2 separate regions of the Gossypium arboreum genome follow, and region 1 is linked to region 2. The links are chromatin contacts, called in public Hi-C maps. All regions are on one chromosome and are shown on one strand. Each heading gives the region's core, a stretch centred on a gene start, on an enhancer-like site or on the middle of the called end of the contact. The rest is flanking DNA. Distances are from core to core; before and after follow the strand shown. Region 1 holds the start of LOC108450198. Region 2 holds the start of LOC108465801.

The links. A called contact is a pair of places that touch in the nucleus more often than the background predicts.
Region 1: a Hi-C map of leaf shows a contact between it and region 2, with 2.6 times the contacts expected there. The contact joins the promoter of LOC108450198 here to the promoter of LOC108465801 in region 2. A contact is called at or near these places in 2 of 5 Hi-C or Micro-C datasets (both in leaf).

The regions. Positions count from the first base shown.
Region 1 is chr5:49,674,322-49,678,449 of ASM2569848v2, forward strand. It overlaps LOC108450198, which reads right to left and starts at 1,415. Exons shown (of 9, transcript XM_053029089.1): 1 at 1,263-1,415; 2 at 755-911; 3 at 548-642; 4 at 337-440; 5 at 48-148. The coding sequence starts at 1,288.
Region 2 is chr5:49,204,562-49,208,389 of ASM2569848v2, forward strand. LOC108465801 reads right to left here and starts at 1,936. Exons shown (of 2, transcript XM_017766181.2): 1 at 1,478-1,936; 2 at 1-781. The coding sequence starts at 1,555.

The sequences.
Region 1 (4,128 bases), core at 165-2,664, 470 kb after region 2:
AGAATCTGTAAAAGATGACTCTACATATGAATCGGTAATGGACTAACCTTATCAGCAAGCATCTGCTGCAAGACACGCACAACCTGAGCACCAGCTGAATGGCCAACAAAGTGAATAGGGTGATCTTCATCCCATTGTGGGTAATGCCCTGTCATCCCAACATCACAGTACAATAATCAAACCAGTCTTAAATGAACGTGGATCGATCCAGTGCAAAGAACGAATATCGAAACGTCATTTCTAGTAACAATGTTTTGTCAAAATGAAAACACACAAACAGAAAAAATAGATTAATAATAATAATCAATAAAAAAAAGGTGGGACATTTCAGCTTGCCTTGTTCATAAATTCGACCAAACCGAGAGTGGCCACAAGTCTTGCTATGTTGTTCACCATAATCAACTCTCCCACCTTTCAAATAATAGAACAATTCACGAGCCCTGAAAACCAAAACCCCATGACCCTCTCAAAATTCCCATACCAACATACAAAATCAAACCTAAATGGACCTAAATTCAACCATTTAATCCGTAAACAATCAGCTCACCTATCATATATGCTGGTGAGAGACCCCAAATCAGGCACAAGAACCCTCTCATCTTTCTTTTCAGCCCCTCCAAAATATGAAAAGCTTCCGAATTTCTGCAAACAGAACCCACACCACATCATAAATTCTGCTTCAACTAAAAAAAAAAAAAGAAAAAACCATGTTAATGAACACCAAAAAGAAAAAAGAAAAGGAAGACAAACATACTCCTTTGCCAAATCCAAAAATGCCATGAACCAAAACAATAGGAGGCAGATCATCAACAGTAGACTTATTGGGATCTTGCTTTTTCACCTCTAAACTTACATTAGACTTGAAAACACATTCACTCAAAGCCTGTGAAAGGTCCGCAGCAACAGCAGTGCTGTACACATAAAACCCATATAAAAGATGAACCACCGAGCTAATAAACAGCTCAGCTAATTGAAAAGAAGAAATACACCATCTTATCATCTTCTACCAAAAATAAAAAATAAAAAAACCCAAAAGATTAAAATTCCAGACGATTCGCCTCCAATTTCTTGTTCTACAAAGAAACAATGGAGGCTTTCCTCTGGGTAAGATATGACCCTTATATGCTGCTACCGTTGAAAAGGGGGGCAGATGAAAGAGGTTACCAATTTTTTTTCTGTTGTATGATTTTGGGTTTTTGGTTTTGATTATAGATTGCTTCTGGGTTTCAAAGTTTGAAAATGGTTTTACCACAAATTGTTACCTATATTTTTCCACAATTCCAAACATACAGAAGAGATGACCAATAAGAAGACTCAGTGTTGATGGAGCCCACAACCAGTCTTCGCCCCTCTCAGATTTCCACACATATCTCGTTTTCCAGGTGGAATGGTCCCCCAATTATTATACAAAACCCACCCCAAAAATGAATATCACCATTATTTTTATATTTTTAAAGCATTTTAAAATGGCACAATAATATTTTTGTGCTTCTAATTTTATAAAAATTTATTTTAGCATTCTATTTATTTTTACTCTTTTTTGAGTCCTTAAATTTGTACTTTTTATCAAATCATCTCAAAATATAAAAAATTAACTTTTGTTATGTTTGTTGATTTATGTGAATTATTGGTAAATCATCATTTAATTAATTTTTAAAATTTTAAAATATTTAAAAATATTTTTTAAATATTTATACTTTGTTAATAATTTTAATGATTTTTAATTTTTAAAATAATGTTTATATTTTTAATTTTTAAAATTTTAAAAATTGATTAAATACTTATATATCAGTCACCTGACAATCTACTTCTATACTACATTAACAAAATTAAAAACATTAATTTTTTATTTATTTTAAGATAATTTGACAAATATATATATATATATATATATATATATATATAATCTAAAAGAACAAATAAAGGAATAAAATAACTAAAATGTGAAATAAATCATTATTTCTTTATATTCAATGCACTGATTTAAAGGGTCCATAGATTCGCTCATTAAAGAAAAGTCTACATGGTTTTGATGGGCGGTGGTAAATCAAAATTATGAATGATACCATACTATTTTACTGAAAAAAAATTCTTTATCTCAATGAAATTCATTAATAATATAATAAATTTTAGAATTAAGATATTGTTTATATCTATTTTATAATTTGTCAAAATTATTTCTTTTGAGATAAGTAAGTGTTTTATTAATAATATTTTTTTCAAGGTTTGAACTTATATTCTCTCATTAAAGATGTAATAGGTTTTACCATTATATCCGATATTTATTATATCAATTTATAATTCTTAGTGATTTAGAGATTACAATAAAATAAGATGAGATGGTTTTTCAACTAATTTGACCTTTGACTCGATATTATACATGTATAGTTGAATTATCTCTCTTCAAATTTTATTTAATATTGTAACTTTAATTTTGATTTTTTATCCTAATTTATTTTTAAAATTTTATATTATATTAGCTTTTACAAAACTAAGAAATTATGACAAAATATATGAAATAAAATAAATAAAAACATTTTTAAAATTTAAATATATGTTATGAATTACTTTAAAGTTATGAATTTATGATTAAAAGTATATAAAATATTTATAAAATTACATAAATAAACATTTTGAAATTTTTGAAAAGGATTTTCAAAATTTCTCAAAATATTTTTATTTAAATAAAATGCTCTCACTATAAAATTTAAGAAACATAAACCACTAAATATCATCTTATTAACTTTAATGTATATATATATATTTATTTAGTACATTATAAGTGGAATTTTTATATTTCACTAGTTGTATTAAGGATTTGACAAGTATCCTATAACATATAAGAGTATAATTAAATATTAAAATATATAATTAAATATTAAAAATTAATTATATAAATAATAACTATTAATAAAATATTTATCTCTTTTTCAACTTACATACCTCAATGTGTATTAAATAATAACTATTTTCATTACATGGAATTTCAGTAATTAGAAAATAATATAAATATAATATTTTAAAAATCTAGAAAACTTGCATCCAAAGGGATTCGGAAATGTGTCATTACTATTAAAAGGAATAAAATTGGGAGAGGTGGCAGTGATGGATTGGTAAAAATAGATTGCGGAAGAAAGAATCAAATAAAATATGAAAAAGAAGATTGAGTTTTAGGGAAATTAAAGGAGTATTCTAGGGAGTTGGCGAGAGTTGTCAAGATAGGTGTGCTGGACCAAAGCTGGAAGCTTTCATCTCGTCCCACCTGTAATGCCTTATCCATATTAAATCCATGTCCACTCAGGGTGGGTTAGGATGAGCGATTGGGTCTTGCGATGATGCGTTTAAACTTACTTTTTATCTCACGCCACTGATGTCGCTACGATGATCTAATCTCACCGCCACCGCTGTTTTTACACTAACCGCAGGTAAATGCGCCGCCCATCCAAACTCACCCTTAGCCTTCCAAACCACGCCCGTTTCACCAAATGTGTCCTTCACACGCTCCCGCCTTGTAAACCTGCGAATTTAATTCCCAATTTGGCTTCTTCTTCTTCTTCTTCTTCTTCTTCTTCTTCTTCTTCTTCTTCTTGCCTTCTTTCACTTTCTAGATAAAATAAGTCCTTTTTATTATTTAATAGTAAATTATCTTGGTAATCAATTGAACCGCCTTGCCGAAGTCCACAATAAGAGTCTGTCATTCAACGTCCTCCGTCTGAAAGTTGACCTTTTTTTCACCATCAATTATTCATGCTTTTTCATTATACGTTAAATTAGACATATAAGTCATTTTTAAAAAAAATTAGGGAAATGGAATATTTTTAAGAGAGAATAAAAAAGTATGTCTAGTTAGATATACTTTTCCCCAACAGTCAAATTTAACGGCTTTTTGAATATTAATCATGCAATGTTAAAAGAATTTAAAAGGGGGACAACAATTTTTTACTTATAAATACCCTCAAATTTTTTTTTTCACTCACATCCTATCTTCTCAGTTCTTTCTAATCTCTTAACTCTCTCAATTCTCTTAATTTTCTCAAGTTCTTGTTCTAAATTTTTCGATATTTTCATTTAAAAATATTATTTTTTTAAATATTCTGTATTTTATTCATTCGAATTAAGTTTTCACGA
Region 2 (3,828 bases), core at 686-3,185:
CCAAAATTTCATCCGCCTGCCGATAATGCGCATACCTTGTTTTACCTGTCTGATACCTATGGATTGATGCCCTCCAACTATTATTATCCACGAGAAATTCGAACGAGTAAAGATAATTCTTCAGCCGAAGATGAAGAACTTGAGGTATGTCATCACACCATCTCAAGAGGTTGATAGTATGTGCGCTCGGTATTTCGTCAACATCTGACATTATCAATAAGTCGTCATCAGTAATTCCAGCTATTTTGAGAAGCTGGTCTAATGCTACTCGTTGCATAGCCTCCTCAATAAAAGGGTTTTCTCCTTTCTTAAACCTTCCTCCAATTGTGCCATAAGTTAACCGGGGCTCAACAAATTTGAATTGATCTCGATGGCTAGCAAAAACCATAGGCTTTGGAATTCCCGAAAATGTTGAATTAGACTCGAGAAGAACAAACTGTGTAATGTAAGGGTACAACTCTTGCCACCGTATTGTTAGGATATCCACCTCATTGCTAAACAAAACTGCATCATAAACCCGTCTCGGAAATTCACGAATTCCCCAACCATGAAGTTTACAGAGCTTTTCCATCGATACATTCTCATGATAATAATGTGGGATATCATGGAAAGACTTCGGTGGTGATTCCCAGAGTGGTCGAAGGAAGTATGAAATCTTCTGCCCATGAGTATATATACCAAATATGCATGTCGGAACCAGCACAAACAGCAAAATACAAGTTCTCAAATCAATGCCACGCAGTATGCAGCGGATTCTCGACATGCTCAACCGGCTCAAATCCTATAACATCGAGAAGATATGATATTAATACTAATCAAATTTATTTGAGTATAAAAAGCAAAGGGGGATACGTTTTATAATTTGATTCTCTATTATCCCGATCCCCAACATAAAATTCTTGACTTCGCCCCTGCCGATAAACATCATGATTTGCAAGGGGAAGTTCAGAAAAGCAATGGAATACATGCAACTCATATTCGAAGTAATGCCCTATAAGATTCTATGAAAAGTAATAGCTTTCCAGACGTTCCTCCATGATTAAAAGTTACAAACCTAGATTCTTCATCTTTTCTAAAATACTCGTATTGACATTCATGCCGAATACATATACAGCTATTGACAGCACTCACCTCGAATCCGGATAAAATAGGTTAAAAGCAAACCAATTTTTTGATGTAAATTAGGTTCACAAATTACTTATTCTTTAGCTTTTTAAAGATTTTCGGTTACTTAAACACAATTTCAGATCGATGATAAATCAACCATCAAACTCTCAAACCCTAAATTAAAAGGAAAGATTCAAAAAACATAATCCAAACCCCCAAAAAAGTTGAAATTAACAGCTAACAATTAGCAGCTAAATTGATTAATAATAATAATAATAATCTCAAAGGCATCAATTTCCCTGAAATTCCTACGAAAAGATTAACAGAAAAATCAAAAGGTAAAGGAAAAGAGATCAAAATATTGAAGTACCTGACCACAAACATCTCCATAGATATCATCAGATTTTTTAGGACAATGCCCTCCTCCTTCATTCATCATCCACCACATTTTTTCTAGAAATTTATAACTCCTTTTAGTAATATTTTTTTTTTAAAAATATGATTGTAAGTCAATGCTGAAGAACCCAGAAAGATCAACTTCCAGAAAATCTCGTTCGATCTTTAGCAACCTTGTTCCACTTACAACGGCTACCTATTAACTATAATCTCCCTTTTCACAAGGGAAAAAACACACACAGAAAAAGCCCCAAAATTTAGACAGTGAGAGACTCTTGTTATCAACTAATGAAAATCGATAAATGCAAAACATTAAAAAGAAACTGATGGGAAAAATAAGGTAGAAGGAGAAAATAAATTGAATCTTAAAAATAAATTTATAAGGAATAAAGAGCTGGTGCCTCTCTGTTAATCGGTGGCAATTTTAAATACTAAACCTAAAGAAAGAGCAAAAACAAATGGTTTAATTCTGCTCTAAGTCCCTGTACTCTATGCATGTGTGAAATTTTTAGTATAGTTTTAATTCTAAAAATTTAGCCTCTTTATTTTTTTTTATTCGATAATTTTACTCCAATTGATAACACCATCAAAACACTTTCATTAGGTTTAGTTTAGTATTATTTCTCAAAAATGGCTTTGGATCAAAAAATATTTTTGAATAAAAGTTAAAATTTTTTGCTTCTAATTTTAAGCAAAAAATCACTTTCCCAAGGCATTTTTTTTTGTCTTAAAAGCACTTTTGTAAAGCTCAAAAAGTAACTTGTTTAGTAATTTTTTATCTCAAAAATATTTTTTCCCCCAAAAGTACTTATTAGAAACAATGTTAAGTTGACCCTAAATTAGTATCAGTTTAACATTGCTTTTAAGAAACATTTTTAAGATAAAATATTGCTAAACAATATGCTTTTGAACTTTTCAAAAGTATTTTTGAGACAAAAATGTTTTGCAAAAGTATTTTTTAGTCAAAAGTAGAAGCAAATAATTTTAACTTTTACTCAAAAATATTTTTTGGCCCAAAATCATTTTTGAAAAGTAATGCTAAATGATTAGTTTAGTATTGCTGTTGAGAAGTATTTTTAAAGAATGTTTTGGGAAAGTGATTTTGAGAAATACTTGTGAAAAGTTTGGTTTAAGATTTAAATGTTTAGTATTGCTTTCAAAAAGTACTTTTGATAAATAAAATGTTCATTTAAGACATGGTATTAAAATTAAAAATAAGCATTTAAATAATATTTAAATTAATTAATATTATGATATTTTAATAAGAATATAGAAAATAATTTATTATAATTTGTTATATTTTAATATATGAAAATAAATTTTAAATATTTTTAAGCAATTAGCTAGAGAATAGGAAGTGCCATATGTTGGAGGGGTGAAATGGTAATTAAGTTGCCAAAAATATTTTTGAAAGAGAAGAAGCTAAAAAATTTGAACTACTCCATTCAGAAAAATGCTTTTAAAAAACCAAAAATTTCCTTCAAAATTTGTTTGTTTAGAATTCTTTTGCTTCAAAAAATGTTTTTCATGTCGAAATTACTTCTAAAACCACTACAGATTATATAACAATTTTAAAATAAAATATTGCTCACATAATCAATTTGAAATTACATAAAATTCATATGAGAAAAAAGGTATGGAGTTTTATTTTGCTTTTATAAAACATTATATAAAAACCTTAAACTCTAGATTCATAATTGAAAATCCTACAACCCCATATTCAACATTTTCTTCTTCTTTTTTTTTGGCTTATTTGGTCTTGAGCACATGTAATGTGGGTCATGTGAGCACATTTCTTTTATTTTAAAATTACTACATGTATTCAGAGAGAGCAATAAAATCATCCATGGACTGGTAATAATGGTATTTTCAAGACTTTTAAATAGGTATAGCTATATGCAATTCCCGAATAAAATTTTTCAAAAATTACATGATGATTGTTCTAGAATGAGTTAGCTTCATTTAGTCTAGATATGATTTTATCCTTCTTCATGTCCCAAAAAAAATGTTACATAATCTGCATTAACAAAAATGCTTTGACGAAATTATAAATTAAACATCAATTATTAAATCAAATAGAAGAAAGACTAAATTCTTAAGATTAAAAGTAAAGGAATTAAATTTTAAACGTGTAAAACGTGCAGGGACTGAAAGGAAAATTAGATAAAAAAAATAAATAACTTTACTCTCATTTTCTCTGGGTTTACTATTTCACCCTTGGGGATTTTCCTTCATGGCTAAGTCAAAGTCAATACGTAGACGATGTAAACCATATTATATACTCATAAAATTGTTATTAGATTTTTATTACAGAATTTTCAATTT